Regions from separate parts of the Mus musculus genome. Here all the other regions are linked to region 2. The links are chromatin contacts, called in public promoter capture Hi-C maps. All regions are on one chromosome and are shown on one strand. Each heading gives the region's core, a stretch centred on a gene start, on an enhancer-like site or on the middle of the called end of the contact. The rest is flanking DNA. Distances are from core to core; before and after follow the strand shown.

What was found. Promoter capture Hi-C pulls out the DNA fragments that hold promoters and counts their contacts.
Region 1: a promoter capture Hi-C map of embryonic stem cells shows a contact between it and region 2, with 5 times the contacts expected there. The contact joins the promoter of Rnf20 here to the promoter of Plppr1 in region 2. A contact is called at or near these places in 5 of 39 promoter capture datasets (cranial neural crest, embryonic stem cells, liver and 1 more), 1 of 484 Hi-C or Micro-C datasets (cortical neurons) and 1 of 115 datasets of contacts at active chromatin or transcription factors (forebrain).
Region 3: a promoter capture Hi-C map of hippocampal neurons shows a contact between it and region 2, with 2.7 times the contacts expected there. The contact joins the promoter of Msantd3 here to the promoter of Plppr1 in region 2. A contact is called at or near these places in 2 of 39 promoter capture datasets (hippocampal neurons and liver).
Region 4: a promoter capture Hi-C map of stem cell-derived epiblast-like cells shows a contact between it and region 2, with 5 times the contacts expected there. The contact joins the promoter of Pgap4 here to the promoter of Plppr1 in region 2. A contact is called at or near these places in 7 of 39 promoter capture datasets (the C10 cell line, embryonic stem cells, hippocampal neurons and 3 more) and 1 of 9 other capture datasets (embryonic stem cells).

The regions. Positions count from the first base shown.
Region 1 is chr4:49,627,875-49,634,648 of GRCm38.p6, reverse strand. Rnf20 (ring finger protein 20) reads right to left here and starts at 2,589. Exons shown (of 21, transcript NM_182999.2): 1 at 2,438-2,589; 2 at 2,137-2,284; 3 at 1,239-1,395. The coding sequence starts at 1,367. Gm45952 (predicted gene, 45952) reads left to right here and starts at 2,697. Exons shown (of 2, transcript NR_168526.1): 1 at 2,697-2,794; 2 at 3,786-3,991.
Region 2 is chr4:49,057,256-49,063,863 of GRCm38.p6, reverse strand. It overlaps Plppr1 (phospholipid phosphatase related 1), which reads right to left and starts at 4,402. Exons shown (of 8, transcript NM_178756.4): 1 at 4,247-4,402.
Region 3 is chr4:48,537,474-48,543,376 of GRCm38.p6, reverse strand. It overlaps Msantd3 (Myb/SANT-like DNA-binding domain containing 3), which reads right to left and starts at 3,296. Exons shown (of 3, transcript NM_001145924.1): 1 at 3,106-3,296.
Region 4 is chr4:49,596,453-49,602,365 of GRCm38.p6, reverse strand. It overlaps Pgap4 (post-GPI attachment to proteins GalNAc transferase 4), which reads left to right and starts at 4,490. Exons shown (of 2, transcript NM_025944.4): 1 at 4,490-4,742. It overlaps Gm33106 (a long non-coding RNA gene), which reads right to left. Exons shown (of 3, transcript XR_390562.3): 2 at 3,538-5,510; 3 at 2,594-2,811.

The DNA.
Region 1 (6,774 bases), core at 1,340-3,839, 570 kb before region 2:
GATACTACTCTTCTTTGTGCACGGAAGTGCTTTCAGCAGAGGTAAGAAGCAGATGCTCACCTTGGAAACACGAGGCTGTCAGTGAATGGGGAGAGGAGGAGAATGAGAGGAAAAATTCTGCTAAGTGCTCGTGATTCTCTTTCCCCTCCCACAGGAGCTTCCGGGGCTCCTTGTTCCCCTCTGGCTAGCGTCCAAGCTGGAATATGTGTTTTGCTTTCCTTTCATCAACCTATTTTCTTGTCAGTACCACACTGGAAACTAGAGTATAAGGGCTGTAAGCACAGCAACCAGCACCAGCAAAAGACATACTCAACAAATACTTATATTGGCATAAATGCATTTAGGATGCACAAAATCAACACTGCTAAGACAAAGCCACCTTCTGGCAGCAAGATGGACAGGCCATCTCCCTAAATGACACTTCATCCATTTAGTAAGCAGGATCTTATTCTGACTGAAAAATAAAATCAACTTCTCTGAACCTCAGCCTCAATATACACAAGAAACACAACTGGAAATTGTCTACACATTACAGTGCCTTGACCAAGTTCCAAATACAGAAACCCATCCCCACCAAAGCTTCTCGTGTCTAAAAGGTATTACTAACCATTAAACACACAATTCGTCTACCACATTATCTAGCCCAGTAACAGCTCACTCTTATGAGTGCATGCTATTGCTTTTACAACGTTTGAGCTCTTTACAAGGACTCCCATTTTGCCTCCATCATAACCCAATGTCACACACAGGTACTACAGATTCATTTCACAATCAAACGGGCACAGGACAGATAATACAGGCCATACAGCCAAGAGATATGGCAGAGAGCACGCACGCGCGCACACACACGCGCGCACACACACGCACGCACACACACACACACCCCGGGCACTGATCTGACTCTCATTCAGCACTAGCACTCTCAAAGGCTTTGCTAGGGTGCCTCTCAGAACACGGCACCTATTTTTCAGTAAGGGAAAAGTGCCAATTAACTATAGCAAAGACTACTGTAGTCAGACTCTCAATAAAATAAAATAAAATAAACACCACAGCTTGCAAATACAGATCAAACATAAATTAATACACCTCACTTCAAGAACTGACCACCACATCAATTCATCTATTTCCCTCTTCTTTGCTAATGCTTATCTCTTAATTCAAGAAGCTTCCATAAATTTCTACTTTCAGGAACAACTGACAGAAGCCAAGCACACTTTTGCAGCCTCGTTTTCTCGTACCGTTGAAGAGACACCTCCTAACTTAATTGTTTCCACGGTGGTCCCTGAATCTTCAACAGCTGTCTTCTTCTCTGGAGGCATAGATGTGCCCGGCTCTCCAGCTGCTCTTTTATTTCCAATTCCTGACATCTTGGTATAAGATGACAGTTATATTTTTCTGAATGAAAAAACAGAAACAAAAATAGAAAACATGAACTGAATCAAGATAAGCAGACATGCCACAATATAAAGTACCTGTATATAAAAACTAGTAATTTTTTTCAGGCCAACTCTTTAACCTAAATCAAATAATTCTACGACAAAACCCATCAACCCTAAATCAAGAGAGAAGGGGGAGGGGAACTGTTGAGGAATGGGATTGACAGGATTATAAATTTCTACACAAGATGCTAATAACAAATAAAATTCTACTCAAATAATAGAGAAGCTATGAATAAATTTCAGGATTCTCACTTCCTGAGATGCCAAAAACAAAAAACTAAAAGAAGGAGAGTTTATTTATGACAGAGGTTAAGGTTAAAGTATTAGGAGACTTGGGGCAAGAGACGTGGGAAACATTAGCTAAGTCATTAATCCTATACAAGTCAGTTATCTCTGAATCTCGGTTTCCTAAACGAAGGACAACAACATGTTGCTAGACTTACTGCAACAAATGGATGGCATAGTTATAGAAACAACTTAGCATAATGTCAGATGAACACTAAGCACCCAGAAATGCAAGCGTTCTCTTTGCAGAGCCTTGTAAACGCTCCCTGAGCAGTTAGTTCTCCAGATGTCAGACGTAGGTGAGCACCCCAGCGCTTCCTTTGGGGAGCCGGGCTGCCTTTAGAGACCGAACCTGCCAACAATCCCCGTTTCTTTATCTGTTCAGACGGGATGCTCTTTCAGTATTTCCTACCTGACTCTGGTTCCGAAACTCACAAGGAGGTGGAATGGATGCTAGATGGCGAGCACCGCGGCCATCAGGGGTCTACATCCAGCCGGCTTCCGATCCAAACTCCGGGACGAGGCGTCAATGGCAAGCAGCAATCTGGGTTGGACCTCGCCTGCAAAGAGAGGAGACGGGAGCTGAGGAGAGAGCGCAGCTTGACTGGAGAGCGCTGGCCGCTGGCTCCGGCGTGGCTAACTACAGGCCGGGAAGATGGGACCCGAGAGTCCTCGCCGCTCACGGCCCGGGAGCAGCAGACGACAGAGCAAACCTGGGCTCTGGCAACTCCCGCCGCAGGGAGCGCGCGGCTCCCAGCGCTTCTTCACGAAGGCCCGAGAGGGACTCCAAGGGATTCACTTGGGATCCGCTGCGAGAGGGACTGAGCTCCACGGAGGCGGAGGCACGGAGAGGAAGTAGGGAAAAGGAAAAGGAAGTTGCTTCAACTTTACCCGAGGCACGGCGAGGAGAGGGCGGAAGTGACGTGTGGGAGACCGCCAGGCGGAAGTGACGCGTGAGGAGGGGGCGCAGTCAGTTCTGCGTGTGCGCTGCCGCCTCTGTGTTGGGATGGGCGGGGACTGTTTCAGACTCCAGTCCCAAAGTGACCGGTCTCTTCAACGCGAAGCATTGTGTACGGTTTTTTTGTTTTTTGTTTTCTTTTTTTTAAGGTCCATTATTATTACTGACGGAAAGCGTTTTGTTTATGTTTTGTGTTGGGGGGGCGGTCCTATCTCATCCAAGCTGCTAATTGGTTGATGGTCCTGTCCATCTCCCAAAGGGCAAGCGCCCTTACCTGAGGTGTGGGTGGAGCACTCTTTAAAGAGATGAAATAGCCTGCGTAAAACTCAAGGAATTTGACCGATTTCTAGTTCTGTGTAGTTTCCTTAAAGGGGATTCCAGCACGGCGATGGTAGCACTCGCCTTTAATCCCAGCACTCAGGAGGTAGAAGCGGGCTGATTCCTCTGAGTTCAAGGCTAGCCTGGTCTACAAAGCGAGTTCTCGTACAGCCGGAGCTACACAGAGAAACCATGTCTTGAAAAACCAAAATAAATAAGCACATAAATACATACATACTATGCATAGAAACCCTGCCTCAAAATAAATAAATACTACACAGAGAAACTCCTGTCTGGGAAGGCCAAAATAAATAAGCGGGGTCTCTATTTAGCACTACCTGCAAATGACACTCAGCTGGAGAACTTTAGTCTCTTGTAGGGTTAAAAAGTCACCTTCGCCGGGCGGTGGTGGCGCATGCCTTTAATCCCAGCACTTGGGAGGCAGAGGCAGGCAGATTTCTGAGTTCAAGGCCAGCATAGTCTACAGAGTGAGTTCCAGGACAGCCAGAGCTACGCAGAGAAACCCTGTCTCAAAAACCAAAAATAAAAAATAAAAAAAAAAATAAAGCCACCTTCATCCCATCCCATCTTCCCCCTATGGATTCTCATCACAGGTTTGGAAACTACTGCTTTAGTGTTTGGAGAGGATAAGATACTGACCAGAGACACTGGGGATGGGGGGGGGGGGGTCGGGGGGGGGGAGGAGGGTGTTAATTAAGAACAAGTCAATTAGTCTGTAATCTCAGTACCCGTCTTAATATGATTTTTTTTTAATGTGTGCATAGGTGTTCGAGTGCCCACATGTAAAGCTCAGAGGACAACTTTTGGAGCTAGGTCGTACTTCGAAGGCTCGGGTCTCAAGGGCTGAACTCGGGGTGACAAGCACCTTTACCCACTAAACCATCTTGCCAGGCCAGTACCAGGATGTTTAAAATTTATTGAGCGTTGATATTTTTTTTACGTTAGAAATAAACTACATCATTCAATTTTACTAAATGCATTTTAATGATAAAAAGGCAATCGATCTAATCTGCCCTTGAAAAGCAGTGTGGCTTCTGAAATTGTGGCAAATTAACCAATGACAGCAGATAAAGGCACAGGGATGTAAGAATGGCTGCTATACCCTTTTTAAAAAATACATGTAAATATGTTTGGAGGAAAACCTAACCCACACCGAATTTCTGGCAGTAGAAAGAATTTGGGTGTTCTTGTACTTGATTAGTCTTACCTGTGCATGAGACAAGAAGGTTGTATTAGTCAGGGTTCTCTAGAGTCACAGAACTTATGGGTAGTCTCTAGTAAGGGAATTTGTTGGTGACTTATAGTCTGCAGTCCAACTCCCCAACAATGGTCAGCAGCAGTTGTGAATGGAAGTCCAAGGATCTAGCAGTTGCTCAGTTCCACAAGGCAAGCAGGCAAAGAGTGAATCTTCCTTCTTTCAGTGTCCCGATGTAGGCCTCCAGCAGAAAGTGTGTCCCAGATTAAAGGTGTGGTGTACCACCACTCCCGGATCTGGGACTTGCTTGTCCCAGGCTGACCTTGAACTCAGAGATCACCTGGCCTCAGTCTCCAGGGATTAAAGGCATGTACTACCTCGCCTGATCCTATGCTTTTCGTGGCCACTATGTCTCAAGATCTCCATGCCAAGATCCAGGTCAGAAATGTGTCTCCCAGCCTCAAGATCTGGACCAAAGGTGAGCCTTCGAATTCTGGATTGTAGTTCATTCCAGATATAATCAAGTTGACAACCAGAAATAGCCACTACAAAAGTCAACTGTGGAAAAACTTGTTTTGTTGGTGCCTTGGAGTGCAGTATCTAACCTGTTCCAGAGAAAATTTGGAGTGCAGTATCTAACCTGTTCCAGAGAAAATTGTCTGTAAATGAACTTGACCCTGCACTTGACCCTGCAGTGTGGTGAAAATGAAGTGTGAGAATTGTTTCTGTACCTTTAATTTTTTTCAAATCCTTTTTTTTTTTTTTTTTTTTTTTTTTTGGTTTTTCGAGACAGGGTTTTTCTGTATAGCCCTGGCTGTCCTGGAACTCACTCTGTAGACCAGGCTGGCCTCGAACTCAGAAATCTACCTGCCTCTGCCTCCCGAGTGCTGGGATTAAAGGCCTGCACCACCACTGCCCGGCTCAAATCCTATTTTTAATGGTAGGTCTTAAATGCTTTAAACCTTCCTTATAACCTACCACCCACCAGGGGTAATGTAAAAGGAAGGATAAGGGGCAGCGTGTGTGTGTGGACCTGTTTAGAAAGGTTCTTTGGAACAATTTCCATCTGTGTTGTCTGGAAAATGGCGGTTCAGTTCACAGATTAGCAGGCAGTGGCAGCTTGACCCACTTGCAAATACCTCATGGATATACCAGCAGTTCATTTCAGTAGAGTCGGGTTAGCAACAGCGGTGACACGACCTAACAGAGACAGTCAGGCCTCAGCCTTGATTCAAATCAGCAGGAGGGACCAACTGAACTCCAGGAGAAGTTCTCAGCTGTGCCTCTCTCAGGGAGCAAAGGTCAGCAAAACCTTGAGAGCATTGTACAGCTAGCTGAACCAGCAAGCCAAGCTCTGTCTCCCTGGAATCCTATTTCTACCCTCCAAACATCACGTGTCCTCCACATGCCTTGCCTCAGCATGTGCATCCAATCAGCTTGAGTCCTTGGAAGCGCCAACAAACTGCAGCACACTACCAGAAGGGTTTTTTGGTGCATTTCTCTCTATGGCATCCCAACAAATGCTACTCAACTATGCAATGTAATGTGGACCAATACATGTGTGTCATTAGCAAAGAATCTTTCACCATGTGTCCTTTCAGGTGCTTCCTTTAGCAGAACGTCCTCTCCTGTGTCTGCTTCAGAGAAACTTTCCTTTATGTGTTTGCCCCAGCAAAACACCATCCAACCAACTTTCCAAGGAACCCTTAAGTTTCCACTTCAGTTTCCTTGGCCCACCCGTTGAAAAGCATCATAAAAGACACTACTCTGACAAGAGTTGATGTCTTACAGCTTACCATAAGGTCACTGAATAGCAAGCAAAGGCTAATATTGGGGAATAGATATATAGAGAGAGCCATTTCATTATGAAAATATAGAGCCAGTTCCATAGCTATTAGACAGAAAGGGTTAATGTCTGCACGATGGTTTCAGTTCCTACCTTTGGGTAGAGCCTCCATGCGTGGTGCTCATTTAGGAGGAGATTTTAAAACCCTCAAGCTCCCTTCTGGCATTCCTGGCCAGAGGATCAAAGGGTTTCTGCTTTCAAGTCCTTGTTCTGAGCTACCTACCTGTCTTGTCTCTGTCTCTTCCTTTCATCTGCTTTCTTCCACGAATCTTGTGTGAGGACCCAAACTAGCCTCTGTGTTTCTTAAGAATAAAGCCAGCAAAATGGGGTTAGAATCTGTAAGGGAGTCTCAGGAAGATGGAAAGAGATCAAAGCCACCTCCAACCTTAACTTCTGAGTGCCGGGAGGAAATACTGAGAGGAGAACAAGCCTTTCCTGAAAGTTTACGTTCTCACCCTGTGAGTGCCCTCCCCCCACATCCAGCTACGGAGGAAGTTATCCTTCTCAGAAGTCCTAGTAAGTCATCTGTCATCTTCACACATGGCAAGGCTTTCTACAGAAACACACACACACTCTCTCTCTCTCTCTCTCTCTCTCACACACACACACACACACCCCAAACACACACACACTCACACACAGGAAGATGGATGAGAAAAGAACAGCTTGGCTCATGAAGTCATGGGGCTTGGTTAGTTCAGATTTTGCAAAC
Region 2 (6,608 bases), core at 3,153-5,652:
GATCCCTTTAGCTCCTTGGGTACTTTCTCTAGCTCCTCCATTGGGAGCCCTGTGATCCATCCATTAGCTGACTGTGAGCATCCACTTCTGTGTTTGCTAGGCCCCGGCATAGTCTCACAAGAGACAGCTACATCTGGGTCTTTTCGAATGAAAATAAGAGTTGATATTTCTTGTGATATCACGGTATACTGAGATATATCCCAGTATTTTAGGAGATGTTCCAGAGATACACCAAAATCCATTTCTGTAAAACATCTTCGTTAACCTCTTTTTCTCTCCATTGCCATCATCTGCCCATCTATCATATTATCAAATACACCAGGCTATCTGGAACACTACTTTTCCTTCACCACTGTGGGGACGTTCATATTGTAACTCAAGATATGTGGATACTGGCTCACTAAGATGCATGGACACTCAAGTTGTATTGTGGGTTTCTAGATCATGGGAGTCTGGCCACGATGCCAAGATGCCAAGAGCTCTTTAAATGAGACCCTAGAGCTTAGGAGCCTTAAGCTCCAACTTACAAAGTTTCCACTAAATTCAGTAAATAAGTGTATTTTGACAAGCAAGGGGAATAGGGAAAGATTCATTATAACCTACTTAGTATCAGGAACTAATTGAATGATCCTACCACCGTGTCCAAGATTTGCTGGTAAGCCAATTTTTTCAGTAGGTGCTCTAAAATGATGCCTCAATGTTGTTCACAGTGATTCTGTGGAGGAGTGGCATTTCTTCACAGATTAAGCTGAGGATATGTGTCTGCAGTCTCCCTAGTACATTTTTTTGTCACTGGACCCCAAAAGTGGGGACCTCAGAGACCATGACTTAATGTCTATTATCTTAGAGCAGAGTCATTACAGAGAGTTCAGTGACTCGTTCAACTAATTTAGTCATCTGTCCAGCAAATGTGTGTTGGCTCTCTATCAGCCCCATGCTAAATATGCAAGATACAGAGGTGGCTGCCCTGCACTCACAAAGCAGAAAACAACACCCAGGAATGGATGCTGAGGGCGAGTAGCAGGTTTTACCACTATCTCTGGCTTCCCAGGCCTATTTCCTCCTGCTTCCCACCGCTACTCCACCATCTCTGTCATTTCACACTCATCTTCCCACAGTAAGCTCCGGGACTGCAGCCTCACCATCTCCAATCCATCCTCCACGCTGTGGTCATGCCCAACATTCTCTAATGCAGATCTGATCGTGTCTCAGACTCTCCCAACCTTCAAAGGCTCCTACACTTTCACATAAAATTGAAGCTCTTTTGATGGAGCGTCAGGGGTGGGGGTGGGGGTGAGGGCAGAGGGAATTCCCGGCACACACGTGACTCGTGACTCCTGCTTATTTCTCTGACATGCTGTTATCCCACTCTAAGGAGATAAGGACCCTGCATCTCTTGCTGCAGCCACACAAAACTCCTTCCATGACTCAGATTTGCTTTCTGCCTGGGAAGTCCTTCTCTTCTTGTTCTTGTTCAAGACTCACCTCCTGTCAGACTCCCTAAGAAACTTTTTGATCCCCCCCAACCTGTCTTTCCCTGGAAGCTCTCCCTTTGTGTGCTTTCATAGCATCCTGGCCATATCTCTGTACAAACACTCACTCCACAGCATTAGCTGTTAATTAGAGTCACCCAGGTGCCATTCTTTCCTATATGACTACAGTCACACGGGACGACTTACAGTTACCCAATGTGTATCAAGCAGTCACACATTTCCTCTGCCTAGAATTACCTTTCAATCCTTCCCTCCTTGCAAAGACTATTCAATTTTTCGAAAGTATCCCAAGAATCACTTACATTCTCCAGGGGAAGAAAAGGAAATCATTGGCTTGCATGTGCTGTTGGCACTCTGCTTATACTGCGGTCATTAAGTGAGTTGGTTATACACCAGGGGTGGTTTGCTCTTTCTTGAAGGTTTGAACCAGCTTTTACTCTCCTGGGTTTTGTTTTGTTTTTATTTTTTCCTTCAGCAACAAGTCCTGGTGCCTGTTCTCTAAACGCTGAGACAATCCAGAGGAAGGGTGAGGACTACACAGGTCATACGTCCGGAGCTCAGTACAGGGCAGAGACAGTGCAAGCTGACTGCTCTGTGTGTGCCAAGCCCAGATTTACCCACTGGCTGAAAACACTCTGAGGGCCAGAACTGGGTTCTAGATTTTGAGTGGCTTCTGGTACTGAGTGCAGGACACATGGTCAATAGGCACCTGTCAACAGAATCTGCGTGTTCAAAATAACTGCGTCTTGCAAAGGAAGAAAGAAAATATATTGTAGCAGATAAAGAACTCTAGGTAAGGGGAGAAAAAAAAAGCCAAAACCCTCCATCTTTTCCTGCCGAGAGTTTCGAGAATCAGGCTGAGACTGTCACCCTGAGGTAAGAATAACTAGCTTCTGGGAAGGTCTTTTCTTCCCTAGTTATTTGAAAAAGAACAAGCAAAAACACTTTTGGATTTCTTTCTCGCTGTACACTTCAATGGAGTCCTAAAGCTAGGCTTTTTCAGTCCTCTGTTTCCCTTGATCAACCCACCCCTGCCCCTCTATATTTTTCCTTTCCTCTTCCAAGCCTCACCCGGCAAAACAAGGTCTCTCATGTGAACTTTGTTAGTGAAGCTCATATATGTCACAGTGTCTCACATTTCAGTCCTAAAGTTATCAAAGCAAAATCATTGCCACCTGAAGGTCTGAGAGAAGGCCCCATGGCTATATGGTCCAGTCACTAATACTGGATCCCGGCCTCCAGCATTTCTTCTGCCAGCACCAGCTTCGCTTCAACACCAGACTCTAGCTTATAGAAGAGACAAAAACTGTACCCACGTGCATCCACCCAACCTTCCAGTCACAAACACGGCAGGATGGAGAAACGTGAACACATTTACTTTCTATACCTAAAAACCCAAACTTGTTTGTATAGTAAAGGCAAGTTTGGGAAGACCAAGTCTTTTGTGGTCCAGATGCAACAACCTGGGCACCTCCAAAGTAGATCCCACTCCATGAACAGGGACTGCCAACCACAGCCCCAGAAAGGAGAATGGAATCAGTGAACGCCTTACAGTGCCTGCCACTGGCCCTCATCCTGCCTTAATTGGCTGTCTGTTCACACCTCTTTAAATGCCTCTCGTTTGCCCCTCTTCTATTCCTCTTTGTCTGGCCTCACCTGCTGACCCAGTGTTGGCTACCTCAAAGGGCCCTTAGATTCCAGGCTTCCCCCAGTCGCAAGAGACCCTTGCTCAGAGTTCATCTCAGCGGGGACTGGCTTTTCAAATGGAAATTCTGTTCTCAGGACCTTTTCCCTGGTGCAGAAGAGAAATAGGTAGGGAAATAACTAGATAACTAGGTGGCAGGTGGCAAAGAATCTCCACAGAATAGGTTGAAAGCAAAAAAAAAAACCTGTATCCCCACAAAGACAAATAACAGCCCAGAATCCTACACGTAGTCCACACGTGTGTGCCACAAAATCCAGGGCAAAAATAAATTCCCAGATTCGCTTGACACCGCTGCCACACAGCTGTCTCAGCCCAGCTCCCAGATCTGCTGCAGTGGTGTTTGTGAAGACAGCGCCTTCTCCCGGGAGCAGAGACCCTGGGGCCCGGCGTTTCTAGGAGGTGATTACTCCAAGCCTTTCAATAACTCATCACTCATCCTGCACTGACCCGAGCCTCACCCTAGAAACTCGGTCACCGTCGAAGTCGACAAGAAAGCCCTTGGCCATCCTAATTCTCCAGGTGACACTGTTACTATGCGCCTGGAGCTCAGGAAAGAGAATCTCTGGCAGGTGCCCACGCCTGAGGCAAAATCAATGGCAACGCTTACAGCTAGGGGCTGAGAAATCTCAACCCCTGCTGGGGCGGTGGGTTTGACAACAGCTACTGGAAAGGTCTCCGGATCCCCACGCCCACCCCTGCAACCCTGCTGGGTATCTCGACCCAATGCAGTCTGAAGGGCGGAACCGGACCGAGAGAGCGCCTCCACGCCCCCTTTGTCTCCACGTTTTCCAAATGACAGGAGAGGAAAGTTTACGAGCCTGGACGGGGTAGCTTTCTTCTGGGTCCATCTGGCACCTCGCAGGAGCCGAGATCCTCGCTGGGATGGGATCGCGCTCTCCTCCTCGGAACAACCAGGGCATTACCTTCATCTGCACCTTGCAACCGGCAAGCCAGGCGTGGGCCACCTGAGTCGCTTCGTCCAGTCGGAAACCTGCCCCCTTCGCCCCAGTATGTCCAGCCTCAGCTGTGCCCCGGGCACCACACTCACCTTTGGCGGCCAAGCTTCCTTCCTTGCGCCCTATTGGGCGGACGGACTGCAGGCGGCGAGGTGCATTCAGGCAGCGGCTGCAGACGAGCTCCTCAGGCGCTGCTGCATTCCGCTTGCGTGGGAGAGCGAGCGGGCGAGCGCGCGGCACGGGCGTATGCGAGTGTGTGTGTTTGTGCGGTGTGTGTGTGTGTGTGCGCTCGTGGGCGGGGTGGGGGCGGGAGTGCGCGGGATCACAGATTCCCCTCGGCGACCATCCCTTGCTAAGCCTCCTCTGCTGCCTCCTCTTGTCGTTGGGTCCAGGTTTTGGGACCTCCCGTTTGTTTAATGAAAGGGAAGGAGCAAAAGGCCGGCGGGGAGGGGGCGTGGGGGGGCGTAGAGGCGGGGAGAGGACCGCGCATGCTCAGAGAGGGGCACCGAGCTTGCTCTCTCTCAAGAGCTGAAGCATGAAGCTTGCAGGGTTGTGCCCCAGGGAGTACCGGAGACTCTGCGGGGTTCCTGGAAGGCAGCCCGGGAATCCCGCTACCTAGGTGCTCCCTGAGCAGAGACGCCAGGGCTCCCGCGCTCTGGAAGCCAGTGGCAGGATCCCCACCCACCTAGGAGCCGCTTCTGCTTGCCAGTCTTTGGTAGCGCTGCGTTTTTCTTGCCTTGGATATTTTTAGTGCTTTCTCAAGCAATCTCTGAGGCCAAAGCATGATATATGCAGAGAAGTCCACAAGGAAACCCGGGCTGCAGGTGGCACCTGGACTAAAATGAGCTTTCTGACTTGGGTTTCCTTCTTCCCCCAACTTCCAGTCTGTGTTTAGCAAGGAGTAAGGGCAGGCAGTCCAGAGTCGTCCAGTCCAAACAGCTTTAACGGCTTCAGGGCAGAAAGGCACATAAAGGGTAGCGGAAGGAAGGTGACTCTCCAAGGACCCTGGATTCAGCCTTGTTCCGTGTCAAGATCCGATGGAGAAGACAGTTGCCTACTCAAGAGGGCAAAAAGAACAATGCAGCCATTGCCCCGCTTGTCTCCAGTGCCAAAGCAATTGTGGGCTCTCATAGGTTGAGGCTTCTGGCCCCTCTGCTAAGTGGAAGAACAACTGTTAGCTTAAGAAAGTCCAGTAAGAGAACTTGAGCCTGTAAAGGCACAGTAACCTGAAGCCACTGGACATTGGCAGGTGAGAGACTCAGCAAGTGGAGTGGAAACTTTCTCAGCGATGTTTGTGCACCAACAAGCGTCCATTTTCTTCTCACAGTTTAATCAAACAGCAGCAGCACACATAACCCCATTTGCTTCCCTACTTTAGAAAAAGACATCCCAAACAGGGGACTTTCTGGAACTCCCTTGCACTCACTTGTTTTTTTTTTTTATCCCTCCAAGGAAGAAGCACAGAAGATGGCCCTCTCTGGCAAATGTTTTCCAAGCTTTCCTTAAAGATCACTTCGGAGGGCTTCCACTGTGCACTTCTAGCAAGCAGATGCCTTCTTGATGAACTCTGACCTGTGTCCCATTTGTCTTCTCAATAATAATGCTGAGTGACACTTGAACAGCAGACAATTAGATCAAATCCTAGGACACACACAGAGGAGAGAAAACAGCATGTCTAAATACCACAAACAAAAGCAAAGTTCAGGAAGGGGCGGGGGGGGGGAACTAAGAACACCAGGATAGGAGGTTCTTAGAAAGAGTGCTGCCCAGGAAGTGTGGCAGGTGGCAATACCTTCCCCCTCATTGAGAATAAAGCTGAGTCCTTTGCTTAAAGAACAGTAACGTTGGATTTCCATCCACCCAGGAGGAAGATCAGGGTCTCCAATGAAACCTCTGACATATATTTGGGGCTCCTAACCATGACTGTTTTTATTTTTTTAATGTTTTGCTATTACAGTATTTAGAAATATCTAAGAGAGATCTGCACGCGCGCGCACACACACACATTCCCTTTAGAACAATCAACAATGTTTACAGGAATTTCAAGGTTCTCATATTAGCAGGGTCAGAGAACAACTTGCAAAAGCCAATCCTTACCCTCCACAATATATGGATCCTGAGAATCAAACTAAGTTTGTGGTGTTTAATTGTGGACACCATAACCTGCTGAGCCATCTCCCCGGGCCCCACTTCACCATCTGAAAGTGTCAAGTAGCTTCAAGGTCAAAGGTGAAGAGAACCTTTCATGTGTGGAACTGCGAATCAAGTGGAATCCCTCTATACTGCATCTACTATAGAACTATGAATGGACAGTTCAAGAATAAAACCTTCCTATGTGGGGAGTGGGGAAAATTCAGGGGGGACACGATGTACACAAAGCATATAACACTTCCTAGCTTGCATGGCTCTCTGCAAACTGCGGCTCTCAGTGTTTTGGTTAACGTTTTCATTACC
Region 3 (5,903 bases), core at 2,047-4,546, 520 kb after region 2:
CATTGTCTCCTCCAAGACTCCTGCTCCTGGGGAAGGCTGACTCCTTAACTCTGTAATAAGCAAAACAGTAAGCCACAGTGGGCGTTATGCACATTTTGTCCTTGAGGACAGTTAGGAGGTAGACTGTTTGCAACCAGCTTAACTGAACTTGAAGCTCCTCCATGGAGTGGATGGGGAGGGTCCTCAGGCCTAGGATCCTGCCAGTTGGGAACTCCCAATTTGACTATGTTCTTTCTCTATCTGTTGCTATTTGTTCTTTGACCTGAGGAGACAAGCCCAAGCTACCTGGGACCCATGATTGGGAATTCCAACTGACTACCTCAATGGGGCTTCCCCGGCGGATTTCAGCTGCATACCTGTAAGCCCTCGGGTTGATCTAGTCTTGTGGTTGTTCTATCAACCGCTCTACCTCCAGTCATCTCTGCTGGATGCAGAGGGCGCAACTTGATGTTTTGCTACCCAGCTCTGGCTTTTCTCCGTCTGCCGCTCACTATTTATTCTCTTACTTCTGCTAGCTACCTACTTAATAATTCACTCATTCAACTACTGTTCAACATTCTCTGGACTCCACGGAGCAAGTAGCTTACAAGTTCTATGTACACTGCAAGTGCATTTTTTAAAGAGAGAGACTGTCACGGCTGAGACTCAGCAGCATGGATAGATGAAAGGCAGGAGGTCACACAACACTCAGAATCTCTGCCATGGGGCTCCAACTGGCCCCGAGTCTCTAGGGAAGGAGGTGACCCACTCTTCTGCAAGCACACTGTCCATCACAAACGTCAACCAGTAGCACTTCCCACACGCTCTGTAATTTACCCTTTGTGTCCACCTCCCTCTCTGAAATGGGAAACTCCTAAGGAAAGATATAATTTCTGACTCATCTCTGCATCTCGGCATGTAGCATGACTCAGCAATGGACTGGCACTCTGGAGACCTTTTTTTTTTTAATGAATGAATGAATGAATGAATGTCCTATAGCCAGGAAATACAGTGAAGTGCTGTTTGAGTTCCCTGCCAACTACTTGAGGGGGAAAAAAAAGTCATATTCTCTCACATGCACAAACTATAATCATAAGGTGAGTGATAGTCAGGAAATAGATGAGGTCCCAGCTGTCTATCTCCCCCAGAGCACTTGCTCTTTCCACTGGGCATCTCTGTGTACCCCCAAATTCTCTTCTGAGTCCTAGTTTGAAACAAAACTCCTTTATCCAACAAGTCTGTCAGGCACACTCATGGGAAAGGTGTAAGAAATTGGGAGAGGGCAGGGTGCCTTCTCTGAGAAGGGGCCAGCCATGCTTCCAGCAGGCTGTGGACTAAAGCGCCCAGTTCCTTTCCTTACTGCCCTCCCCCCCTACTGCCGCCCCTGGATATTTCCTGTCCTCCTCATTTTTTTCATGCAGGCTACAAAGCCTTTCTCCCCCATCCCAAACTGAAACTCAAAAGTTTCTTCAAGCCCACTGGGACACTTAAGTGAGGAAGGGTCGCAACTCCCCTTCTTCACATCAGTTAGGCCGCTGCTAAGTTAACCACTTATCAACCTTGGGGGCTGTTTGCTATCGTCATCTCCCGAAACACAAACAAACACTGCTACCAGGAACCCCTGCATCCCAAGTCGCAGAACGCTTTTCCAGGCCTAACGACAGGGTCTGCATGGCTTCTGAACGCTTTCACCCTGCTGCAGGAGTAAAGAAAGACAACTTCTGATCTTTCTTCAGGACCTCTCCTGCTACCTCCTCAGAATGGACCTGTCGCAAGACGCAGCTGTGGGGAGAGTAAGCGGATGACCCCATCTTTCTCCGGGTTTTGAAATACTTTTTCTCCATCCCTTTTCTTGCTCTCCGGTCTCAAACTCTCGTAGCTGGCCTCAATCCTAAACTCAGGAACTATTTTATTAACTTTCAACAATTTCCTGGGTAACTACACACGCATGGTCTCTTCGGATATGCGAAAATCCCACACACACAACTCAGGCCCTATTATTCCAGCTCCAGTTTTAAATGTGTGAAAATATGTGTCTTTATCCTAGAACCATTATCCTAAGTACCGCAAAACATTTTGTACTTATCATAGCAATAAAACATCCATTCTCAATAATCACAACAGGAGACTAAATTCTTGTTTCTTACTCCAACATAAAAACCCTTCCTGCAATTTACAGATTGCCCGTGCGATGGTTTAATAATTCAAGCCAACTGTTTAGGACCTAGGGCCTGGGACATGAAGTGCTTAATTTTAGCTATCAGCCGACACACATTATCTCTCACAATAGTACTTGGGGGTGGGTATTACATCACACCCTACTCCCCCATTATAGAAACATCAACCCAGCAGCCTCAGAGTAAAGGAGCTTTCCCAAGGTCAGTCGGGCAGGGATGTGATGCACTATTTCCTTCTAAGATCCTCTTTAGGAGGGACCCAGCCCTTTATACCTCTGGACCGGACTGGAGGAGGCAGGGGGTCTCAATGGAGACAAGTACTGAAAAGCGGTGAGCACAGTTCCCCCGCACACAGTGGGGATATGTGGACCGGGGCTCCGCGGGGTCAGCCGGGTTTCCCCCCAAGAGCCTCCCGGGCCCCGGGCTCCAAGCTCCCGTCCCGGGAGCTCCAGCGCGTCTGCGAGGCCCGCGCGCCGGCGCTTTGTACGCGGCAGGCCGGCCGGGCTCCCGGGGCACCGCGGCGCGCGCAGGCGGCCGTCGGCCTGCGGGGAGGAGGGCGCGGCGGCTCGGCCCGGGAGCCCGCCAGACCCCCGCGCTCCCGCTCCGCCCGCTTTCCCCGCCGGCCGCGGCCCTCCGGGCCTCAACCTCCTACCTGCAGCGGCGGCGCGGCGGCCGCAAGTCCCGGGGAGGGGCGCGGAGGCGCGGGCGCGGCGGCCTGGGCTGCTCTGGCGGGCTGGGCGGCCGGCAGGGCCGCGGGCTCCAGGCGCCGGGCGGCCGCGCGCCCCCGGCCGGCCAGGCCCCGCCGCGCGCGCCGCGGCCACAAAGCCCCGCGCCGCCGCCCCCTCGCGGGCCGCTGCCGCCTGCCGCTCCGTGGGCGCCGCGGAGGGCGGGAGCGCGGCCCCGTGCAGTCCCCCACCTTCCCGAGCCCCGGTTCCGCCGCGCTGCCCACCTTGGCCCGGGAGCTGCGGAAGGGGCCCGTCTCCGCCAACAACAAAAGAATGCATTTTCCCACACCGGGGATGTGGCAGTCGCCCGCACGAGTTAGCGCGAGCCTCCTGACTGACGTGGGCCCTTTTCGTCGGGGACTCCACGAGGCTGGGAACGGCACCCCTTCCTACTCTGAGTTCAGCGCCAACTTTTGTGATTCTAATGGGCGGGATGTGTCTCCAGAGATGGGGTGTGCGCTCCCCCTCCCCCCAAGGACCCCGGCTACGTGCACCGACCTCAGGACACGACTCAGACCCTGTGTGCCTACCCAGTGGGACCCAAGGCGCGCTGCGACGAATGCCGGGCGGCTTAAACAACTGGGGGCAGGGGTCCTTCTGCCGACAAGGCCTTCACCCCTCCCCCCAGGATGAAGACGGTTTCTTTTGCCATAGATCCGTGAAGAAGATTCCAAGCCCAGAGAAGGGCAAAGAGAAGGTTCTCAAACTTTTTCTTTTTAAGCGAGATGAAACTCAACCAAGCGTAGAGATAACAATTTAAAAATAAACAATCCTGTGGCACTCATTACACTTAGAATAGCCAACGATAATCACTTCACCTCCTTATTCTTAAGGGTTCCATCCGAAGGAAACCCCCGCACCAATTACGTAGTCACTCCTTTGCCTAGTCCCTGAAAACCATTAATCTCTTTTCTGTTTCTATCGATTTACCTTTTTGTACATTTCATGTAAATGGAGTCGTGTGTCTTTTTGGAGCACGCGGCAGGTTGTGTGTATGTGTGTATGTGTGTGTGTGTGTGTGTGTGTGTGTGTGTGTGTGTGTGTGTGTGTGTAGTTGGGGGTGGTACTCACTAAGCTGCCCAGGTTGGCATTGAACTCTGGGGCCCAGGCAGCCTACAAATCTACAAACCTCCTGCCTCAGCTTCCCTAGCTCGTAGCTGATATCACAGGCCAGCTTCATTGGGCCTGGTCACTCTGGCCAGGTCAAAGAATCCAAACAAGGTTCATCCAGATTGTAGCATGCCTCTTACTTCATTGCTTTTTGTGGCTACATAAGCTGACCATTGTGTATTCTACAGTTTGCATATCTGTTCTTACAGAAATTAGTGGATGTTTAGATTATTTCCACCTTTTGGCTAATGTGAACTGGTTCTCTGAAAACCCCTAGACATGCATTTGTCTAAAGAACCTGTTTCCAATTCTTTGGGATACATACTTAGAGTAGAATTTCTGGATCATATGTGGTAATGTGGCCATGTGTAACTTTGTTGTTGCTTTTTGAGGCAGGGTCTCCTCTAGCCCAGGCTAGCCTCAAACTTGCTATGAGGCAGAGAATGACCTTGGATTTCAGATCCTCCTGCTTCTGCCTCTGGAATGCTGGAATTACAGGCATGAGTCACACATTCAGTCTTTAAACAGGTGATCATCCGGTTTTTGAACTGGGGAAAGAACAGAGAGACAGCCTAACATTTTCTGGTATGGAGGCAGAAGCACCTATAAAATACTAGACTAGAGAGTTGTAACTACTTTTTCTGCCTTGTGTTAACAATAACTTATCTACTGTCCCAGGAGCTTTGAAATTGCCCAGAGTCAGGAAACTGACTGGTGGGTGGGGAGGGTGCTATTGGCTAACAAACTTTATGATTTGCACTTAGGCCTTCCAAGTAATGTCAGATCGGAAGTCCTTAAAGATATTGTTCTGAGGATGTAACCAAAGGAAAACTATTAGCCGGGCGTGGTGGCGCACGCCTTTAGTCCCAGAACTTGGGAGGCAGAGACAGGCAGATTTCTGAGTTCGAGGCCAGCCTGATCTACAAAGTAAGTTCCAGGACAGCCAGGGCTATACAGAGAAACCTTGTTTCGAAAAACAAAACAAAACAACAACAACAAAAAACAAAAAGGAAAACTATTGGACTGAAATTTGAAGATCAATTTAGATTGGAAATTTGATTGATAGGTAGTAAAGTATGGGCAAGCAGGAGATGTACCACGAGGACCTATATACTACATATTTCTTCATGACATATTTTCTCTTCCTTGAATCTGTGTTCTCATTGTTTATGAGGGAGTTAACAATGCCTACGTGATGGGGTGGTGTCTTAGTCAGGGTTTCTATTCCTGCACAAACATCATGACCAAGAAGCAAGTTGGGGAGGAAAGGGATTATTCAGCTTACATTTCCACGTTAGTTCATCACTAAAGGAAGTCAGGACTGGAACTCAAGCAGGTCAAAAAGCAGGAACTGATTCAGAGGCCATGGAGGGATGTTACTTACTGGCTTGCTTTCCCTGGCTTGTTCAACCTGATCTCTTATAAAACCAAGACTACCAACCCAAGGATGGGACCACCCACACTGGGACCTCCCCCCTTGATCACTAATTGAGAAAATGCCTTACAGCTGGATCTCGTGGAGGCATTTCCCCAACTGAAGCTCCATTCTCTTCATAACTCCAGCCTGTGTCAAGTTGACACAAAACTAGCCAGTACAGGTGGGTAAAACCTTCAACCTGAACCTCAATAAATGGTCAGAGTTCTCTGTTTAAAGTGCTGAAGGTTGGCCTGAGCCACATGAAGACATACTGCTAAGAAGACATTTGACCACGAGTTTCTCCTCAAATCAAGAGAGTCAGGCTAGCTTCAAAACTAATATGGCCAGGGTGACAACTCAAATCCCTAACACAATGTCTTCATCTTGTCTGACTCGCTGTTTCCTGACTAGGGGTGGCAAACTACCCTGGTCAAGTTTTTAGCGTGGCTGTTCAAGTGTTAACATCTGTATAGTGGAGCAACACCTACTTAATAG
Region 4 (5,913 bases), core at 3,241-5,740, 540 kb before region 2:
GAGAACATAAACAGGATCGGAAGACTGAAGAAAGATGAGGAAACCGACTCTCTTCTCAGAGCAGCCAGAGAAGAAACCGCTTGCCAGTGCCCTGACGTTGACGTAACTTTGGACTTTTAACTTCCAGAACTGTGAGGTAATAAGTGAGGTTCCTTTTACACCAATTTCTTTTATTTGGAGTGTGTGTGTGTGTGTGCAGGTCAGGGGACTCCACCAGGAGAGCCCTGGGTATCATACTCAGGCTGTCAGGCTTGGCAGCAAACGCCCTTGCCCAGTGAGTCACCGAGACCTGCAGATACTAAAACTGTGATATATATATATGTCTAAAGTGAGAAACTGATGCAAAGAAAGACAATGATTAAGAGAAATTCAAGAGATATGACAACAAAACAAAACAAAAACAAACAGAAAACCCCAAAACCACAAACTATGATTCTGGATCTGCATCCAAACTAGACTTTTTTCCTTTTTGTTTACTGAAATGGACATTACTGTGACAATGGATTCGATTTAAATAAAAGCTGTGAAATAGATAAATAGTCTTTCAAGGTTCATTTTCCAATTTTGAGATGTGTGCTGGGGTTGGGCAGGCTGTCTCTGTATTTATAAAATAAATGTGGAAGGATTTCAGGAGAAGGGGGCAGGACTCCAAGTTACTGTCAAGCAGCCATCCATTCACACAGAAACATTCATAAGACACAGAAGTAAAGACAGAGTGATGAGCCTAAGAGGGTAAATGTTCCCTTTCGAACAGTTCGGGCCATACACATAAACACACACACACACAATGTGTTATTCTAAATCTGAAATTAATTTTAAAAAGAAAGCATTTATGTGTTGAAATATTGTAGGCATGATGTCTCTGTGCAGTGTGTAAAGATTAAAGATTACCCTCCTGTTATTCAAATGCTAATTTCTCTGTCCTCATATCTTGTTGCATTCCTGACAGAGCATTGTAATGCTTTTTCCAAATCTCCGGTTTCAAGTTTGCATAAACAATGCTTACAGAATCGATTTTCTTTTCTTTCTTTCTTTTTTTTTTTTTAACATATTCTTTTTTGATGTGCGTGTGAGTAACTGCATCTGTGGGAAAATAAGGGAAGGAGACAGAATGTAACAATTACCTAGACATACAACTGAAAATCATCTGCCTATTTTTCTGCCTACATGGTACATAAATGAAATGGAGGTCCCAGCCAGGCATGTTTTTGGATGACTTTAATTCCAGCCTTAGTAGGCAGAGGCAGGTGGATCTCTGTGAGTTCATTGCTAGCCTGGTCTACATAATCAGTTCCAGCCAGTCCTACTAAAAACAAATGAACAAACAAATGTAATTATAGATTATCTCATTAATTAATTAATACTCCAATTTCTGGTAGGAGTTGGGTGGATTTATGCATTACATTTTCTGCAGAAGACCTTTATAAATTCTGGCCAGATGTAAAAAGAACCAAAAAGCAATCTGAAGGAGGCAGCCACTTGATAAATTGTGTATTGCCTGATTTTCTCCACATTGTGATAGAATGACAGACAGAAACCACTTGAAAGAAGGAAAGCAAGGGAGGGACTAGGGACCAGGTATAACTTTCAAAGGCCAGGTCTGACTTACCTCCCTCCTCCAGCTAGGCATCCATTCCAAGGCTTCCAGAGCTTATCCAAATACTGTCACCAGATGGGGACCAAATGGTCAACACATGCGTGTGCAAGGACATTTCAGATTCAAACCGTAACAAAATGTGACATTTTCTACTTGTATTTTTGTTTTTGTTGGTTTCCCATTGTTTTAATCTTCACAGCTACTGAAGCAGAAAAAAGAGGATTCCAAGTACACAGTGGCTTTAGACACACTTCACTGCTAGGAGAACTGGGAAATGAGGGGAAAATGCTAGAAGCCAGAGAGCAGCAGAATGACTGAGATTCACCTTAGTATAAACTGCAGCCACAGCCCCGCTGACTTCTGAACTTCTCAAACTCACTGGCAATGCCCCAGGCAAAGAGGCCAACAAATCAAACAAAATACCCCAGATACACATCAAAAGAGGGTCTATGTTTGAAAGATAAAACTGCCCTGGGTGAGATTCATACTTTTTGCTTTGCTGTGTGTGTGCAATTGGATAAAGTCCACGAAGCTCAGAGCTGAAGCCTTACTCAGCTTTGAAGCATCAGGGCATCAGCTCAGGGGGAGGCGGAAGAGAGGCTAGAAATTTAGATAGGGAGGTGTAATACAAGAAAACAGAAATAAACTAAATCCCCCCAAACTGGATTTAGAATCTTCTCAAATCTTCAGGTGATTGCAAATCTACTGGAATACAGACAAGACACCGTGGGGGAGTGGGGAGCCTATGCAAGTATAACAGAAGCTGGATGGATGGGGAGGGGTAAAAGGAGAGGAGGAAAAATGATCCGAGATATCAGCTATTGCAGGAAACACACAGTGTGAAATTGAACACTGAATCCAGGCAAGTAAATTGTGTGCTAGAGCAACACCCAATAGTCCTTGGAGAAAGTTGTAGACTTCAGAGTTAATGCAATACCAGCAATGGCCTGTTTTGTTTTGTCATTCATTAGATACGTCTAGAGAAAAGAGAAGAAAGCCGGAATAGCTGGTTTATTATCAGATGCGTTATAAACATACTGCCAAAGGTAGAGGCACTTTGTATTGGTAGAGGGGAGAGCCGTCATCCGTGTACATACGCCTGATTACAGAGCAATAGAACATATGATAAGACGTGTGAACATTTAAAGTGAGAAGAAAGTGGATGATGCACAGCTTCATTAATCTTCACAGACAGTTTTCCACAGCTGACAAAGCTAGAAAGTCAAAACCAGGAAAGACAGTGTCAACAGTACTATGCCTGACAGGACGCTTTAAAATAATGAAACCACTGTAAAACCAAACAGTTGCCCAGCATGTATCGCTCCAAGGCCACATGGAACACTCCTCAAAGACAGGCTTTATTCTGGACCGTTAAAGAAAAGCTCTCCACAGACTTAGTGAACAAAATCTTACGGGTGAGTTTTCTAATCTCAAAAGAACTGGGAATAAAACACTGAAAGAAGCACTACCAACAAAGTTAAAAACACACGCTGTCTTAGTCAGGGTTTCTATTCCTGCACAAAACATCATGACCAAGAAGCAAGTTGGGGAGGAAAGGGTTTATTCAGCTTACACTTCCACATTGCTGTTCATCACTGAAGGAAGTCGGGACTGGAACTCAAGCAGGTCAGACAACAGGAGCTAATGCAGAGGCCATGGAGGGATGTTTCTTACTGGCTTGCTTCCCCTGGCTTGCTCAGTTTGCTTTCTTATAGAACCCAAGACTACCAGCCCAGAGATGGCACCACCCACAAGGGGCCTTTCCCCTCTTGATCACTAATTGAGAAAATGCCTTACAACTGTATCTCATGGAGGCACTTCCCCAATTGAAGCTCCTTTCTCTGTGATAACTCTAGCTGTGTCAAGTTGACACGCAGAACCAGCCAGTACACACAGCTAAAACATACAAACCAGACAAGCAAATGACAAGAAATTTTCACCTAAATCAGGCAGATATCATGGCCTTTCTTGTAGTTGGTTGTCTTTTTCTGCGATCACCTCAAGGCTCCTTCAAGTGGACACAAAGAACCCCAGTGACATGAGTTCTGAGAGGCTTCAACAGCAGGAACTTGGCTCAATAGGCTGAGCTCAGGATTGTTCGCCTCTGTAGTAGAAAGCAGCTAGAACATCTGGAAACAAGATGATGATCTCATTTTTTGCATCAAATAATTTACTTATGGAATTTCCTCTTTTTAACCCTGTAAACTCGTATGTACCCTGTTACAGAAAGGGTTTTACTGGATATTTTCTATCGGTGCCTCCTAATCTTGCAACTTGTTTCCATCCTGAGTATTTAAGTGATAATGATCAGACAATACAACATTATGATCACCAAAAAAAAAATTCCTATTATATGTACATCCAAAATACTCATTTAAGTCCTAGCCTACACTGGCAAACTGACATGGAATAGAAGCAATAAAAATGGCCACAAAGATGTATGGTGGTGAGAGCCCTGGTGAGGCCAGGGTACTAAGCTGGCTGTTTTTTACCTTCTCATAGTCAGACATGCAGTTTTTTTCCCCCTTCCTTGAGTCATTTCCTATGCTTTCCCTGTGTTGCACGTCAGGATTACTCTACCCCAGTGCGTATATTTTTCTCCCTCTCCAGTTATGTCTCCCAGGGGCTTTTGCATTTAAACAGAAGGCGTTTAGAAGATTAAAGCCCATTCAGAAACAGAGAAATAGGTTTCTACACAAACGCTTCCGCAAAGGGCGAGATGCTTTATTAAAATACATCTTTCTTCTTGTGCCCACCTGATGGAATAAAACCTAGGCTTGCATTCACATTATAAAAGGGACATCATCCTGTTCTCCTGACTTGGGAGCGACCCTGCTTTTCCCTCGCTGCCCATCAGTTGGCGCCTTTTGCCTCTCCCCCACCCCGCCCCGCAACCCCCACCCCCAAGCCAGCTTTGGGGGCTGCAGTTGCTCCGCAGCTCTCAGGTCACGTGGCCTGGCAGAGCGAGGGGAGCCCTGCACCGGAGCGAATGCTGGAGGAGGCGAGCCTTCCGCTACTCTCCGCCCGGCAGGGTTCTGCCAAGGCGCCACCATCGAGACCAGCCAGCCTGGGCTACAGCAGCGGTGGCCTGGGCTACAGCGGCGGTGGCCTTGGCAAGCCAGGACGTAGCTGACGCCTCCACGGGGTAGGTTTCCTGCCGGGCTGGTGTCGCGGAGAAGCGCGCCCTCGAGGGGACGCGATGTGGGAGCGACGGCCGATGAGGGGAGTGGTGCTCCCGAGGCCTGCGTCCCCCGCCCTGAGCCCCGCAGGCTGGCTCGGCCGCGGCCCCGCCCTCGGTGCGTCTGTGGCACCAGGCGGGTCGCCTCGCTCTTTGGCTGTCGCCGGCCGGGCCGGGTTGTCACCAGGCCCGAGGATGCAGCCCGGGAGCCCCACACAGCGGCCGGCCTGAGCGCTACCCCCTAATGGCTGCCCGGGAGCGGGGGCCCCTCCGCCCGTCCTCGGCGGGGCGCGTCCTCCAGCGAAGGTGACCGGAGGAAGGCGCCCCTCCCGCTCCCGGGAACGCCCGCGCCTGGAACGCCACTGCGCTGGACTCGCAGTCTCTGCCTGAAGGTGGGCAAACTGAGGCCGGTGGGCAGAGGGGACTCCCCAAGGTCAGCGAGGGCCCTAGATGCCAAGCTAGGGGTTTTCAGTCACTATTATTTTCCCCAGAGTGGATGGATGGGTGTGTCGCAGCTTTCGCTCAGGTTCTTGTGCCAGGCGTCGCCCGTGCCGCACTGCGTTCAGGAGGTTGTCGCGGGACCTGAACCCCCGCAGGTCACAGTGACCTGGCATCTCCTGCTCGACCCTTGCTCTCCCTGCGGGACCACAATGCGGCTTCAGTGATGATCTCACCATGCGGATTATCACCAGAAACTGCAGGTGTGGGTGTGCGCGCAAGTGCACGCCGGTTTCCCTGAGAGAAATAAACCATGTATGGGAAATAGTTTTATTGGAGGATTTCTAGGGGGTCTTTATGCGCCACATAGTTTATGAGACCAGAAGAGCAAACAAGGTTCGTCTAATGCTTAATATGATGAGAACCAGAAAAAAAGAAATGGAAATGATAAGCATGGAGCAAAAAGAAAAAAAAAAAAAAAAAAGAAAAAAAAAAAAGAAAAATATAAACAAAACTACATCTTTTAGATTGTTGAGATTCTCTGTTTAGCTTTAAATTTTTCTATATTTGAAGTTAATATTAACAATGTAGTTATTATTAATAATGTAATTATATTAATAATGGTATGTAGTTTTAATTTGCTTGCCTTTATCCATAGGAACCCATACCTAATTACCTGTGTTTGACTTGCTCATTTATA